Regions from separate parts of the Mus musculus genome. Here region 2 is linked to region 1. The links are chromatin contacts, called in public HiChIP or PLAC-seq maps. All regions are on one chromosome and are shown on one strand. The core of a region is the stretch at or near the end of the contact, and the rest is flanking DNA. Distances in the headings are between cores, read along the strand shown.

Region 1 (7,396 bases), core at 1,288-3,787:
AAGTTGATGGCAGATTTAGGATGCTGAGCTGGGAGTACCGGGAAGGGCACACTAGCCTTGGTAGACTGGAGGCGCCCAGCACTTGAGCTGTAGGCAAATTAAAGTTGAGCAACGTGTGTGTTTGTGTTTTTCATCCTCAGATCCAGGGAATCTGGGTTGGAGCTGGTAGCACAGCCCATTCCTGGAGTTTAAAGTAGGGTAGCAAAAGCTACATTCAACAACTACAAACTGTCCTGCCTACAAGTTGTGCTGTGGCACAGACATTGTGGGAGTGGCCAACTAATGACTGGCCCAGCTTGATACTCATGTCATAAGAGGGAGTCTACCCCTGATACTATCTAGAGAGGGGACCAGAGCCTGGATAACCCAGAGACCTAGGGTAGAACTGCATACAACCAGAAAGAAAGACACACAGAGAGAGAGACAGACAGACAGAGAGAGATAAGATTCCTAATGAATCCTGTAGGCAGGACCCTAGTTTGTCATCAGAGAGACTCCATCCAGCAATTGAAGGAAACAGATGCGGAGAGCCACAGCCAAACCTTAGGTGAAGCTCGATGAATCCTATGGACGGTGGGAGTGGCTCAAATGATTATGGGAGACAGAGGGGTCACGAATACTTCAAGACACCCACTTCTTCTTCTTCTTCTTCTTCTTCTTCTTCTTCTTCTTCTTCTTCTTCTTCTTCTTCTTCTTCTTCTTCTTCTTCTTCTTCTCCTTCTCCTTCTCCTCCTCCTCCTCCTCCTCCTCCTCCTCCTCCTCCTCCTCCTTCTTCTCCTTCTTCTTCGACAGGGCTTCTCTGTGTAGCCCTGGCTGTCCTGGAACTCACTTTGTAGACCAGGCTGACCTCGAACTCAGAAATCTGCCTGCCTCTGCCTCCCAAGTGCTGGGATTAAAGGCGTGCACCACCACACCCGGCGTCACCTTCTTCTTTTGGCCACCTTTCTTATTGTTGCAATATAGATGCCAACAGCAACAAATCACCTCACTCATCTCTAGTAGAAAGACTCCTTTCAGTGCACGGAAGATGATCCCTTCTTTGTCCTAGCCAGTTAGCTTTTCCAGAGGATAAATGAGCTCTGACTGCCCCAGACTAGACACAGTCTCTCCTGGACCTGGAGAAGCACACTTGTAAAACCAGTTCTGTGTTAATCAGGGTGAAACAGAAGCGGTCAGTAACAGCTCCATTTGAGCTGAATGTGTGACGTGTTCTGGCCACACTTTCCAAAACCCTCTCGCGGCTCGCCCTATGGTCGCTAAGCCACAATCCGGTTTTAAAAGTAGAGCTAAATTTGTAGCAGCTGAGAGCCAGGGGCCCTCTCTACCACGAGGTGCTAGAATGGTGGTCACAGTCACATGATAGAGAGGAAGGGTTAAGGGAGGGAAATCGGGCAAGCTGGCTCTTCCAAAAGCAGGCTTATAAATTACAGTGGACTTCCTTTGGGAAAGTTCAGCCTCATCTCCCTCTGCTGGTATCCTGGTAAAATCATATAAGACACCCTCAATCACCTGCCTTTAAAGTTCACCACGGGCTCCCTGGCTTCAAGCGCAACGTCACCACAGTCTCCAGCTTCTTGTTGATGGACCCTGGTGTTTTTATCGGGACTCCCAATGCCTGGGGCCATGACTGTGGGACCACCTTGTGGAAGAGATGTGTGATGAACGTTTACATGACAACTTGTCTGAGGGCCAAATACAGAGAGACCTCTTCCCTTCTGCTCTGAAACAGCCCCTGGGCTTGTTCTAAACGACAATAACTTACGTAACAGTTTCACATCCTGGCCTCAGGACAGGTGCGAGAGGCCCGACGCCCAGACCCCAGCTCAGGATGCCATCCCCCATGAAAGAGCTGATCTGTCAAAATGCCTCCTCATGTTGCCACCACCTGCCCCCTACAAAGCTTCTAACTGTCTGAGATTCCTTTGTTCTTGGAATGGCTCTGGGCATTTTCTTGGGGAAAAAAAAAACAAAAAAACAAAAACAACTCCCCCTGGCCTCTCTACCCTCCACCCTAGCTTTCTCGTGGTGGCTATCTCTATACTTACATCATTTTCAGTAAGTAAGTAAATATTTATTTTCACTGTATGCTTTGCTTCCTCGGGAGCAGTGGACATAGAGACCAGAAGAGGATGCTAACTTACTCTCCTAGTGAAGCCCCCCCCCCATCCCTTTAAAGCTGCTGCCATGTTGGCCTCTTACATGCACATACCATTTCCTGTGTAATGTTCTCTTTCCCACCTTGAGGCCTGCTTGTGGTCTCAAGGCCACTTCTAGTGACCACCTTTTCTAAAGAGAATGGCTTACGCATCTGCTTTCCCTTCCAGGATCGACCAGTGCTGCTCTTCCCCCCCCCCCCCCCCGTTTTAAAGAGAGACCAGAGGTCTGTCAGCTGAGGCTGCAGTGTGGTCACTGTCCTAGCCACACAGGATCTACCAGCAGTGCTGGATGTAAACTCCCCAGCCTTCAAACTAGAGACGTAAATGTTTGTGAACTAAGCTGCCAAATCTGTGCATTTTGTCACAGCGGCCGGAAGTCCTGAGCGGGCCGTGCCACAGCTGCCCAAGGGGAAACCATCTGTGTGGTTTCATCACAGACCATACCCACCTCCTAGCACATACACGCCGCTTTCAGGTTGATAAGATTCTCTGTACACTGTTTTCCTGGGGGAGGGTGGACTCTGTGCTATAATGTGGAGACCTAGCAATCCACTGGAGCAGTTGTGTTCTCATCTGCTGACTGTACCTCACACCACGCCTGTTTCCTTTATTTGATTGCATTCGGTATTTAGCAAGTGTTAAACATTGTTGGGAGAGGTATTGTTTTGTGCTTTGTGCTAAGCAATTCTTTTACATTCTCTGGCTCAACCCTGTATCTATCCCAAGCCAGGCTCAAGTTGTGCATATCTTTTGAAGAGTAAGAGCTCCTTACGCACACAGATAAGCGCCCGGGGGGACCAGAAAAAGTTAAACACACAGGCTTGTCTTGTCAGGGGAAGAGATATTTACCTGACTTCCACCGGGGATGCTGGGAAAGGTTTACAACCTAGTGGTCTCTCTATAGGTCAGGCTTCTCCCGAATCCCCCAGAATTCTGTTTGTTTATCCCAGACTTTTCCACCCTATATCTTAAGCATTGCTTTTCAATCTGTTAAACTCATCCTTACAAGCGATGTCATTTGTACCGTACATCAACCTAAGTGACTTCTATGTAATCTTAGGGCCAGGCTAATTCTGACTCTCAAAGGCATCGTGTTACCCCAGTCTTTCTCCCTAGACTTAAGCAATCTTAAGCATTGTGTCTGAGTTAACAGAACGGTCTTTATGGAAGTAGGTCTCTGTACTTTGTAAAGAGCTTCAATGTAAACATGCCTTAAACTGTGTTGTACACGTGGGACTGAATAAATTGTCATCAGAAAACTTTTTTTCCCAATATTGTGCTGTACTTAAATGTAGCTACAATCAACTGTCTGGGGTTAGACTCTAGAAGTTTGAACCAACACCATTTAAGCCTGAACAGTTTCATTCTTGTCTCTCCTCTGATGGTTTCACTGCCGGCCATTGTGTTTGCAGCAATGCCCCTCCCCCCACCCCACACACACAGTGTGTTACTTCTGAGTCTTCATCAAGAGTATCTATCTTTGAGACTGGAGAGATGTCTCAGTGGTTAAGACCACTGGCTGCTCTTCTAGAGGTCCTGGGTTTAATTCCCAGCACCCACATGACAGCTCAACACTGCAGAATACCAGTTCCACCCTCACACAGACATACATGTAGAAAACACCAATGCACATGATATAAAAATAAATGAACTACATATTTTTTAAAAAGAGGATCTATCATTGATGGCCTCATTCTGTGCCAAGGCATGTAAACTCACACACACACACACACACACACACACACACTCACCTGCCACTTTCTTAAAAAGGTAAGTGCATGCCTGCCTTAAGTATGGCCTCATAAGCACAATTAACCAAACAAAAACAGATAAAACGGGCTTCATCAAAATGACAACTATTGGGTTTCAGCAGTCATCATAAGAAAGTTAGAAAGTCAGTTGTCTGAGAAAGTATTTGCAAAGCATAAACCTGCTATAGAATTTCTATCTAGAATATATAAACAATCCCTGAAACTAGGTGATGAAAAGGCAACCAAATTTTAAAGTGGGCAAGCAATTTGAATAGACATTTGCCAAAGAAGATACAAGAGAAGCCAATAAGATACAGAAAACTCAGCACCACTGTCAACAGGAAACTGCACAACCAGGCCACAAAGAGAACACTTCATACCTATTGTGGAGGGTGGCCTAAAACAAAGAAGACAATAATAATCTGGAAATGTTAAAAAGTCTCACGTATTGCCACAAAGTATATATTAAACAATGCCCACACTTTGCAAACAGATCCTCTCAGAGTTAAATACAGAGCTACCCAATAACAGCAATTCTACTCCTAAGATATTCTGCCTAGAAGAATTTTTTTACGTCTCTATAAAAACTTCTGCATGGATGTTCATTGCAACACGTTTAATAACAGCCAAAATTCAAAAGAAAGCAAATGCCTATCTGTGATGGATAAATACACAGAAAAGTGCATATCCATGTAATGAGTATTATTCAGCCGTTAAAACGGAACAAAATACAGACACATGCTACAGATAGGTTAATGTAAGCATTATCTAAAACAAGGATGGAGAAAAATCGAGATGCAACTTAGCTGGTAAAACATTTGTGTGGCATGTGAAATGCTCTGGGTTCAACCCCCAGTACTGGAAGAAAGGAAGAGACAGAGGGAAGGATGGAGGGAGGGAGGGAAAAGATTATACAAGATGAAAGAAATCAGTCACTCAAGACCACCCATCTCCAAGCTCCATGTATACAATGTGTACATTATAGAGCAATGGAAAGCAAACTTTGGAGGGGAGGAACGGGAAAGCCAAAGATAAAAAGACAAGAAGTTTCTTTTGAGGGTAATGAAATGTTCAAAATGTTGGCATTCCTTCTAGGCTCTGCCCAACAGCAAGGTAGGCCTGGCTTGCTATAAAAGGGACTGTTTGGCCTCTCCCTCCCCCCTCCTCCTCCCCCTCCCCTTCCCTCTCTCCTCTTCCCCCTTTTCCTCCGCCCCCCCCCCCACCTTCTAAACTCCCCTTCCCATGCCCTAAATAAACTTTATTCTACATTATACCTGGTACCTCAAGGGGAAGGGATGCCTCTGCAAGGGCCGCTGAGGCACCCCTCCCACCACACCATACCATGCCCTATCAAACAAATCTTTGGCTTTTCTACAAAACACAACATTTGATGTCGTGACTTGGATTTAGAAACTTGCAGGGTCACATTTCCTGTCATCACGTGGACTTTCCAGCCATTCGATCACTAGAACTCTCCATCCAAACACTGGCAAATTTCCTTTTCCCTTGAGCAGCCGTTCTCTCTCTCTCTCTCTCTCTCTCTCTCTCTCTCTCTCTCTCTCTCCCCCCCCCCTTGAGACAGTTTCTCGCTCAGTTTCTCTCTCCCATAGTTAGAAAACCCTAAGCCTAGGTAAAGTGTTCTCCCTCGGGCTCTGGCCCTACAGCTTGGGCATTGGGCCCGCAGCTTCCCGTATCTACCCCAAAAGGCAGGAACCACCACTTTTAAAAATTGTTTTCACATGAAATGAAAATACATAGAACTTAAATGGCTCAAAATCACACAGCTCTCAATCAAAATTGCAAAGTCTTTTCCTCCCTTCTTTTCTTTTTCCTTAATTTCTTTTCGTTTTGAGACAGGGTCTCATGTAGCCTGGGCTATCTTCAAACTCACTTTGTAGCCCAGAAGTTCTGATCCTCCCTGCTTACCCCTCCTGAGTGCTAGGATTACTAGTGTGTGTCACCGTGTCCAGTTTACGCAGTTCGGGGGAAGCAAGCCAGAGTTGCTAGGATGTGGGCTAACAATCTATCACAGGAGCCCACGAGGTTCATCCTTTTACTCTCTAGACTCCTGCCTCTACATTGACTAAGACTAAGCTATCTCAATTGCCAGCAGGATATTATGTGATTGATGTAAGTAGCTAGAACAGTGTCTAAGGCTTAGAAGGCTTGGATAGAGAGAAGTTAGTCATTAATTTCTTTCATGACTACAATTAACATCTTCCATGTGCCAAACACTGTCCTGGGCCCTAAAATAAAGCAGTTAAAAACACAAGCAACTCTTAGCCCTGGGGGAACTTCCTTTGCTTGTGTTCCCTTCTGTCATAGCTTCATCCTCTCCCTGCCCACTCCACACCTTCTACCACCACCCAAGTGCCCTGCCTGCTCTTAGAACTCCACTCTGTAACCTCTCAAATACCATGGCAGGGCATGCACATGCTATGGTATCTGTGGCTGCCTGCTTCCTAGTGAGGGGAGACACAAGGGAGTGGGATGGTGGAGGGGCAGAGAACTGGGTGCAGAAAGCCCTGAGGAAGGCTGGGCCCCTGGTGCTGGAAGATCCTGCAAGGCTGAGACAGTCAGCCTTGTGGGTAGCAGGCCCTGCCTGTCTCTCCCATCCTATTTCCTTTGAACCCACACCACCAGGAAGTCAAAGGCTTCTAGATAAACCCGAGGGCTATGTAAAGAAAAAAATGAAAAAGCCCCCCCAAAACAATTACCAAAGCAAAAATCAAAAGAGCAGCAACAACAAAACAAACAACGTCTGCAATAAAGCCAGCCCAGCAGAAAGCCACGAGTGGATCTGACAAGGATCGGGGGGCTGTCGTGGCCATCTGGGCTCTGCTTCCATGGCTCACCACACCACACAACCATACTTCACTTGCTGTTGGAGGATCAGGTCTCTGTAACAGCCAATGCCATGGTTGGTGGTTGGTGGGCTGTTCTATGTTGGGCTGGTGGGTTTGCCCAAAAGCAGGGCAGATAAGTTGCTGAAGAAAGAGGAAGGGAGGGCTGGCCTTGGTCACTGCTTGGTCAGCCGTCTCGTGCCCACACATTTTACTCATCCCTGCCTTCCATCTCTTGTCCCCCCAGAGTCCCAGGGACAGACAGACAGTATTCTCCTAGAGAAATTTATTTCTGACTTTAGTACCAGCCTAGAGAGGAAGTGGGGAGAGATTACAGGCCACAGTAGATTTAGGAACTCGGGAGTTGAGCTCAGATGCTAACTTCTAAAAGATTTGTTTATTGTTTGTGTGTTTGTATGTGTGCCTCTGTGTGTGTGCCCATGTGTGTGTGTGTGATCCATAAGTATGTCTGTGTATTCGTGTGTGTCTGTATATATTTGTGTGTGAGTATATGTGGTTTTGTGTGTGTCTGTGTGTATATATCCATGTGTGTATATGCCTGTATGTGTGCCCATATATGTTTCTGTGTGTTTTCCTGTGTTGTTGTGTGTGCTCGTGTGTGCCTGTGTGTGCCCCTGTGTGTCTG
Region 2 (7,396 bases), core at 3,024-5,523, 200 kb before region 1:
ACATAAAAGTAGAAGAGGGGAGCCGGGCGTGGTGGCGCACGCCTTTAATCCCAGCACTCGGGAGGCAGAGGCAGGCGGATTTCTGAGTTCGAGGCCAGCCTGGTCTACAAAGTGAGCTCCAGGACAGCCAGGGCTATACAGAGAAACCCTGTCTCGAAAAACCAAAAAAAAAAAAAAAAAAAAAAAAAAAGTAGAAGAGGGACTATCTAAGATAAGGAAGAAGAATAGTGAAGGGGGGAAAGGACAGAGTAGCAGACCAGTGAACATGATCAAAGTACATTATTACAAAAGAACATTGTCTCAATAAAAAAAAAAAAAAAAATACCTTGTCTCAAAAAAAGGGTGTGGTGGCACATGCCTTTAATCCCAGCACTTGGGAGGCAGAGGCAGGCAGATTTCTGAGTTCGAAGCCAGCCTGGTCTACGAAGTGAGTTCCAGGACAGCCAGGGCTACCGAGAAACCCTGTCTCAAAAAACCAAAAAAATAAAATAAAATAAAATAAAATAAAATAAAATATAAAAAGAATTCACAAATTTCACAAATTCAAAGCTAAACTGGACCAAGCTCCTCACTCCAAAACAACAACAAAAAAGGCTCAGGCTGGAGAAATGGCTCAATGAATAAAAGGATCCTTGTTTTACATGTATAAGGATCTTAGTTCAAATCTCACATTTTCAAAAAAGCAGGTGTGGTTGTACCACAGCTGTATCATAATCCTGAGGGGAAAGTAAAAACAAAGGGTCCCTGGACTTGCTGGCTCCCAACCTAACTCCAAGTGTAGGAAGAGACCCTTTCTCAAGGACGTTCAACATGTGTCAGATGTCCAACCTCTGAGCACAGACCTACACATGTCTCACACATATACACACACACACACACAGACACGCACAAATAAATGAAGGATAGGAATACAGATCAGTAGTATAATTGACGAGTATGTGTAAGGCTCCAAGTTCAATCCCAACATCACTAAGTAAATAAATATTTCTTAAAAGATTCACAATAGAATGGTCAACTTGACTGAAGATAATACAGCTATCAAAAAACATCATTATAACCAAAAATACATATAAATATGCTGAGAATAAAAAAAGTTTCCTTTTTAAAAAAAAAAAAAAAACTTGCTCGTACTACAACTTGCTTAAATTGTCTTTCTCTTTTACTCAAGGAATTGAGTTTCTTTAAAACTTTTTTATTTTTCAGACAGGGTCTCCCTATGTAACCCAGAATGGTCCTACCTCTGCCTCCTAAATGCTAGAATTATAGGTATATGCTACTAAACTGAGCTTTAAATTATCCTTTTCCCCTTTGAAATAGTCTTACTCTGTATCCCAGACTGGCCTTCAACTCACACCAATACTAAATGCTGGGAATTACACACATATGCCACCATCTCTGCTTAAAATCTTTCAATCACTTTTATTAACTGTTTATATAGCTTTATTGACTGAGGATTTCATATGAAATCTTAAGGAATGCTTACAAAATACAAAATAGAAGAATCAACGTAAACAAGCGCAGAATCTCTGCTTCTAACAATTTCATACACTGCTAGGCAATATTGTAAAATATGTTTAATATATACACATAAAACCTTTTTCTTCATTAAAAAAAAAACAGTAAGTTGCAAGTTAGTTAAAGCTTAAAACTTTCACTTTTTCTTTTTCTAAATTTGAGGCAGGGTCTCATTATGCAGCCCCAGCTGGCTGGAACTCACTACCTAGGACAGGCTGGCCTCGATTCACCAGCCTCTGCCTCGTATGCTGGCATTAAAGGTCCGTCCCACCACACCCTGCAAATGCAAAACTGTTGGGAGAATGAAAAGACAAGCTAGAGTGGAGTTGACGAGTATAGAAGGAGCTATTTGACCAACTCAAGCGCCCTTTAAAAAGTGGGGCTCTAGGGAAGGGCAGGCATATTTGTTCCCGACATCTCGGAAGCAGAAGCAGGATCAGGAATTAAAGCTGATCCTCAAACTACATTGGCCATAGTTCAAGGCCAGCCATACAAACACACACAACGTGAGAGTGCATGATGTTTGCATTTATTAAAGGATGTACGCCATCAATGACAGAAAGCAGATCAACAGGACTACAGAAGTTTCATACAACAATGTATAGAAAGACTACTATGTGGAAGCTGTCATAATATTTTCCCTATGTCCATATGCTCAAACAGTCTCTAGGCAGCCACACAGTGGGTTACATAAGAAAAAAAATTGTATATTAAGGTGAAGTGTTTTAGGTAAACTGAATGGAACACATACCAAGAGCATGAGATTTAAACGTGTATGGGTTTTATGTTTAAACTCCCCTTTTTGAAGGTTTATGTATGTGTGTGCATGTGATAATTATGAGTATAATCCACATGTATGCAGGTACTAGAAGAAGCCAGAAGAGGCAATCAGATGTCCTGGAAGTGGAGCTGCAGGTGGTTGTGCGCCACTCTTCATGTTCTCTGGAACAGCAGCACTGAGACAACTCCCACGCTCCTAAAACTCATGTTTAAAGCAAGTTACTTGGCCATGACTTGGTGTCAGCATGGCCAGGTCTAGAGACGAACTGTAGCAGCAGAGCCCGTGGGTCCTTGTTAGTCTTAGAATGCCACCACTCCCATTTATCTGTCACCACATAATTGGTGCTTACTGGAATCTCCTGCCATGGGTACAAGTGTTCATACAAGTGTTACATCCACATAATGTAAAGCAACATAAATAAGAGAGGGGGGAGCAAGAAATTTTGAAGGTGGCAAAAATTCTGAGACTCCCTAAATTTAATTCCAAATGACGCCAGAAAAGATACCCAGTTAACCACCACATCCTGACCCACGCATAACACAACTGTTTCTTCCTATATGTGCTGAAATCTTCACATAAGCTCCATCCTAAAACTTCCTGCTTTGTGTTACCCAGCACAGCTTTAAAACAAAAAGTTACAGTTTTAATATACAGGTTTTAGCTCAAGAGTTAAGAAAAAGCCGGGCGTGGTACACGCCTTTAATCCCAGCACTCGGTAGGCAGAGGCAGGCGGATTTCTGAGTTCGAGGCCAGCCTGGTCTACAAAGTGAGCTCCAGGACAGCCAGGGCTATACAGAGAAACCCTGTGTCGAAAAAATACAAAACAAAACAAAAAAAAAAAAAAGAAAAAAGAAAGAAAGAAAAGAAAAAGAGAGTCACTCAGAATAAAGACAACCAGAAAGCAAGGGTGTGGGCTTCTAAGAGAGTGTGGGTACCAGCTAGCTCCTCAATAGGGAGCCACAGCTCACTGTATTTTGCCTGGTGTTCAGATAGCTAAAAAGAGAGAAAGGAAACGCTTATGTCTCATAACTCCGATAAGGAGACTTAGCAGATCTTTGCAAACACCTGCCCGATAATTACTCTATAGCTGAGTAAATCCTGTGAAAACAGAACTTGTATTCCTTCCTCAATTTTAATCACAAAAATGTTTTTGGCTTCTAGGTCCAGCAGACAAAGTTCCTAATTGCTATCTAACCCGGTTGCTGGTAACTGTGGAGCCTGGTCCTTTAAAGTTACCATGTGCGATGTCTCCACGGATTCAGAGAACTGTGCCTCCGTTATTTCATGTGTATTCCCTGGAATACATGTGTGTGGTCCAAAACTATCAAACTGTACACTTTGAAGTCACTGTTCTTTTAGCCAAGCAGTGACCCGAGCCTATAATCCCAGCTCGCAAGTTCGGGGATGAGTCCACTATACGTCAAACTCAAGATGGCAACATTCCGCAAAAAGTCAATTTTTAATAACAAAACCAAAAGTCCCCCGCTATCCAGCCTCGCGTCTCTTTAAGCTTTCCTTCAATTTCCAGGCTCACACCCAGCTACTCTCTTTCCGAAAACAAGTCTCGCCAAGACAGCGAGACCCAGTCTCCAAAATATCACAAAGAGGTTCACAAACTTTAAGCTCTAGAAGCGTCTGGTCCACCTCCGGTCCTCACTCCTCCGCCTTGCGGGAGTCCCGACTGGCGACCACCAAGCGCGCGGTCCCCCAGGCCCGGCCGGCGCAGTGAGATTCGAACCCTCCCGCAGCCCCCTCCCGGGTACCTGCCACCGGCTGACCGCGCCGCGGACAGTTCAGCCACCGCGGCGGGATCTTGTTGTAAGCCATGTCTGTGCCGCCTCGCCGATAGCTCCACAGCAAACCAGCCCGGACCCCAACGGCAGCAGCTCTACCCGGGTCCTCAGCGGCGCGCCACTTTCATTCAGGTTCGACTCCGCGGCTCCCGGCGAACCCACAATGCACTGCGACTTCCGCCCCAAAGGGCCCGCCCCCTTTCTTCCGAGGTCAGGCGAAATGGAAGCCCCGCCCAAGTGAGGGAGGGGAAGCTGCTGAGAACTAGATAGGCGGTTCCACCTGGCCCGCCCCCTTCAGCCCCGCCCCTGTATCTCAGGGCGCCGGCCTCTGCCACGCCCCGCCCCTGTTTTGCCTTTGTGAGTACTCTAATGACTGGTGTCTCTTTTTTTCCATCTAAACCGGAGAAACCCCCAAAGTAGAAGGAATCCAAGCTTCTTTCCACCTGTGGACTGACCTGCTACATTCAGAAGGGTATTTCACAGGTGAAAAAGTGCTTTTCCGTTAATCATAGCTCAAATTTGATGTCTCTGCTGGATCTGGGTCATTTGAGAATCCTCCCTTTACCTGCATCAAAAAGTCCGGAAAACCAGAGTCTAGGTTATTATAAATGAGTTTTCTTTTTTTGGCGAAGTGTAGGGGACGTGCTTCCGACGACCCATAAAACATCAAAAATTAGTTCCAGAAGCCTTAAGACTATCATTTCTGGAGCAGATGGTTTTGATGTGGTGTTTGTTTGTTTTGTTTATTGCTGGTTTTCACCTTTTTTTTTTTTTTTTTTTTTTTTTTTTTTTTGGTTTTTCGAGACAAGGTTTCTCTGTATAGTCCTGGCTGTCCTGGAACTCACTTTGTAGACCAGGCTGGCCTCGAACTCAGAAATCCACCTGCCTCTGCCTCCCGAGTGCTGGGATCAAAGGCTTGCGCCACCACACCCGGCTTCGCCCATTCTTGAGATTTAAAACACCATATGAAAAGCTGTAGCTATAAGCTTGGTTGTGGGCCACTAGGAGCAAGCTGGTTCTTCCTTATAATCCCTTCAGTCATCAACTTGACATGCCTGAGAAGAGGAAACCTCGATTGAGGACCTAATTGACCTGTGGCCCTGTCTATTGGGCATTTTCTTGATTGCTAATTGTGGTGGTTTGACTGTGCTTTGCCCATGGGAAGGGGCACTGTTAAGTATGGCCTTATTGGAGGAGGTGTAGCCTTGTTAGAGGAAGTGTGTCACTGTGGGGTGGGCTTTGAGGTCTCTGTGTGTGTGCGTGCGTGTGTGTGTGTGTGTGTGTGTGTGTGCACGCGTGCGCGCACGCACGCACGCTCGCACATGATCAAGTCTGGCAGAGACAGTCTCCTCCTAGCCGCAGTTGGATCAAGACATAGAACTCTCAGCTTTCTCCAGCACCATGTTTGCCTGGATACTGCCATGTTTCATGCCTTTATGATAATGGACTGAACATCTGAACCTGTAAGTCAGCTACAATTAAATGTTGTCCTGGTCATGGTGTGACTTCACAGCAATGGAACCCCAAACTATGACACTAATCAATGGCAGAGAGCCAAGCCATTCCTGATCCGATGGGTTAGTGGTTCTCAACCTTCCTAATGCCGAGACCCTTTTAATACAGCTCCTCATGATATGGGGCCCCAGCCATAAAATTATTTTTGTTGCCACTTCATAACTTAATTTTGCTACTGTTATGAATTGTAATGTAAAAATTTTTTAATTTTTGAAGATAGAGGTTTTCTAGGGACTTGCAACCAGGAGGTTGAACACCAAAATCAACTGGCAAGGCTGTATAGGGAAGCTAGCTGAGCAAGCCAGGGATGTCAGCCTGAGTTTCTCCAGAGTTCCTGCCTTCAGGCTCCTGCCCTTGCTTCCTTTCTTGATGGACCAAAAGGCCAAAGAAATCCTTTCCTCCCGAAGGAGCTTTCAACCAGGGTTTGATTTACAGTGACAACAAAAGTAATCAAACGAAGGCTCAAAAGAATAAATCTAAATCCTACCTCTGGCCTTAGGTGAAGGGAGGCACAATCTGACTAAATTTACAGCTTTTTTTTTTTTTTTTACTATTGATCCCACCCTTTAGAGTGTCAATCATCTGACCAGGAGAGCTGCTAGTTTGCCTAGGCAGGCCTGCTGAGGAGTTGGAAGGAATAATTTCTGCTTATTCTCCCCCTAATGAGATACTGTATTTACATACCCAAAGTCCTCCCCCCCCCCCCCCGTAATAGAGTTACTTAAAGATTTTCACTAATTCTCTCTGCTTTCTGCCTGTTTCTTAATTTTAAAAAAGCATAACTTTTCTTTCCTTCTGATTGCCTTTTTTTTTTTCTAATATTGGTCAAAATCGAAATCGTACCCATGCTTGCTTACCCTGACATTACAGACAATCTCATTCTCTCTGTAAAGCCCCGGTCATGTGACAGGTTCTTCAGAATTGAAACATTCCCTCCAAGTTGAAAGACTCACACAAAGTGTGAGACCTTTGAGCCTCAGGAGGTGAACAGTTATCTGAAAACAGGAAATTGGAAGACACCTGAGGGCTGCTACCCACACTGCGGGAAGATAGGATGAGAAAAGATAGTCAATGATAGAGTTGCGTATGAGCTCGGTAGAAAGCGCCGGGGTTGTAGATTTTCTGAATCGTCACCCACATTGGACTAGGCTTTCTAACCTTGCGTTTTGAGTTACCCCTGCTCCTCGTCACTAACCGCTGACTCACACTCCTGTAAGTGACCTCACTAAAACCTCATTGGTTCACCAAGTTGGAAACAAGTGTACCCATGACTCTGTCGTGGGCTCCCTTTGGAGGGTAGGAAATATATGTGTTGTGTCTCCCCAGCAAATGTCTGTCACACAACATCCCAGGATCCGAGAAGTTGCTTGCCAGCGTCTGCAGCCTAACCGTAATGCCGCGGGCCTTCTCTGTCTTGCTGATCTCCGGCCCCCTCTTCCCAGAATCTACCACTGCTTACAGATTGCCTACTTTGTTTGTTTTCTCTGCCCTAAGCTTCCTTCAGTCAGTTCCTTCAATCAGTTCCTGCGTGGTTGTGTTCAGCTCACTATGTTCTTTTTATTCAGTTGAGGACCATCCATGAAATGGCGCCACCTGTATTCAGAGTAGGTCTTTCTACCACAGTTAACCAGACTGAGAAAAACCGTCACAGCCCTGCCTCTAGGCTAACCGAATCTAAACAGTCTCCCCTTGAGGGCCCTTCTCAAGTGACTCTAGGTGATATCAAGTTTATAAGACCAGTAGGCACCTCTCAGTGGCAAGTTGGCTATAATATAACAGCCTGACTTCACAA

What was found. HiChIP or PLAC-seq counts read pairs in DNA pulled down with a chosen protein or histone mark.
Region 2: an H3K27ac HiChIP or PLAC-seq map of microglia shows a contact between it and region 1, with 6 times the contacts expected there. The contact joins the promoter of Rngtt here to the enhancer-like site in region 1. A contact is called at or near these places in 6 of 39 promoter capture datasets (the 3T3-L1 cell line, the C10 cell line, hematopoietic stem and progenitor cells and 3 more), 4 of 484 Hi-C or Micro-C datasets (the G1E-ER4 cell line, LSK cells, liver and 1 more), 12 of 115 datasets of contacts at active chromatin or transcription factors (bone marrow-derived macrophages, craniofacial prominence, effector CD8 T cells and 7 more) and 2 of 9 other capture datasets (adipose tissue and liver).

What each region holds. Positions count from the first base shown.
Region 1 is chr4:33,105,427-33,112,822 of GRCm38.p6, reverse strand. No RefSeq gene overlaps it. Among named protein-coding and RNA genes, the nearest start is that of Gabrr1, 23 kb to the left of the region's middle. Within about 2 kb of position 2,537, at least 32 of the 459 cell types and tissues checked have an H3K27ac peak or open chromatin away from gene starts, as enhancers often do. A contact at or near this core is called in effector CD8 T cells, microglia and regulatory T cells, where this site is marked.
Region 2 is chr4:33,307,188-33,314,583 of GRCm38.p6, reverse strand. It overlaps Rngtt (RNA guanylyltransferase and 5'-phosphatase), which reads right to left and starts at 4,273. Exons shown (of 16, transcript NM_011884.3): 1 at 4,060-4,273. The coding sequence starts at 4,123.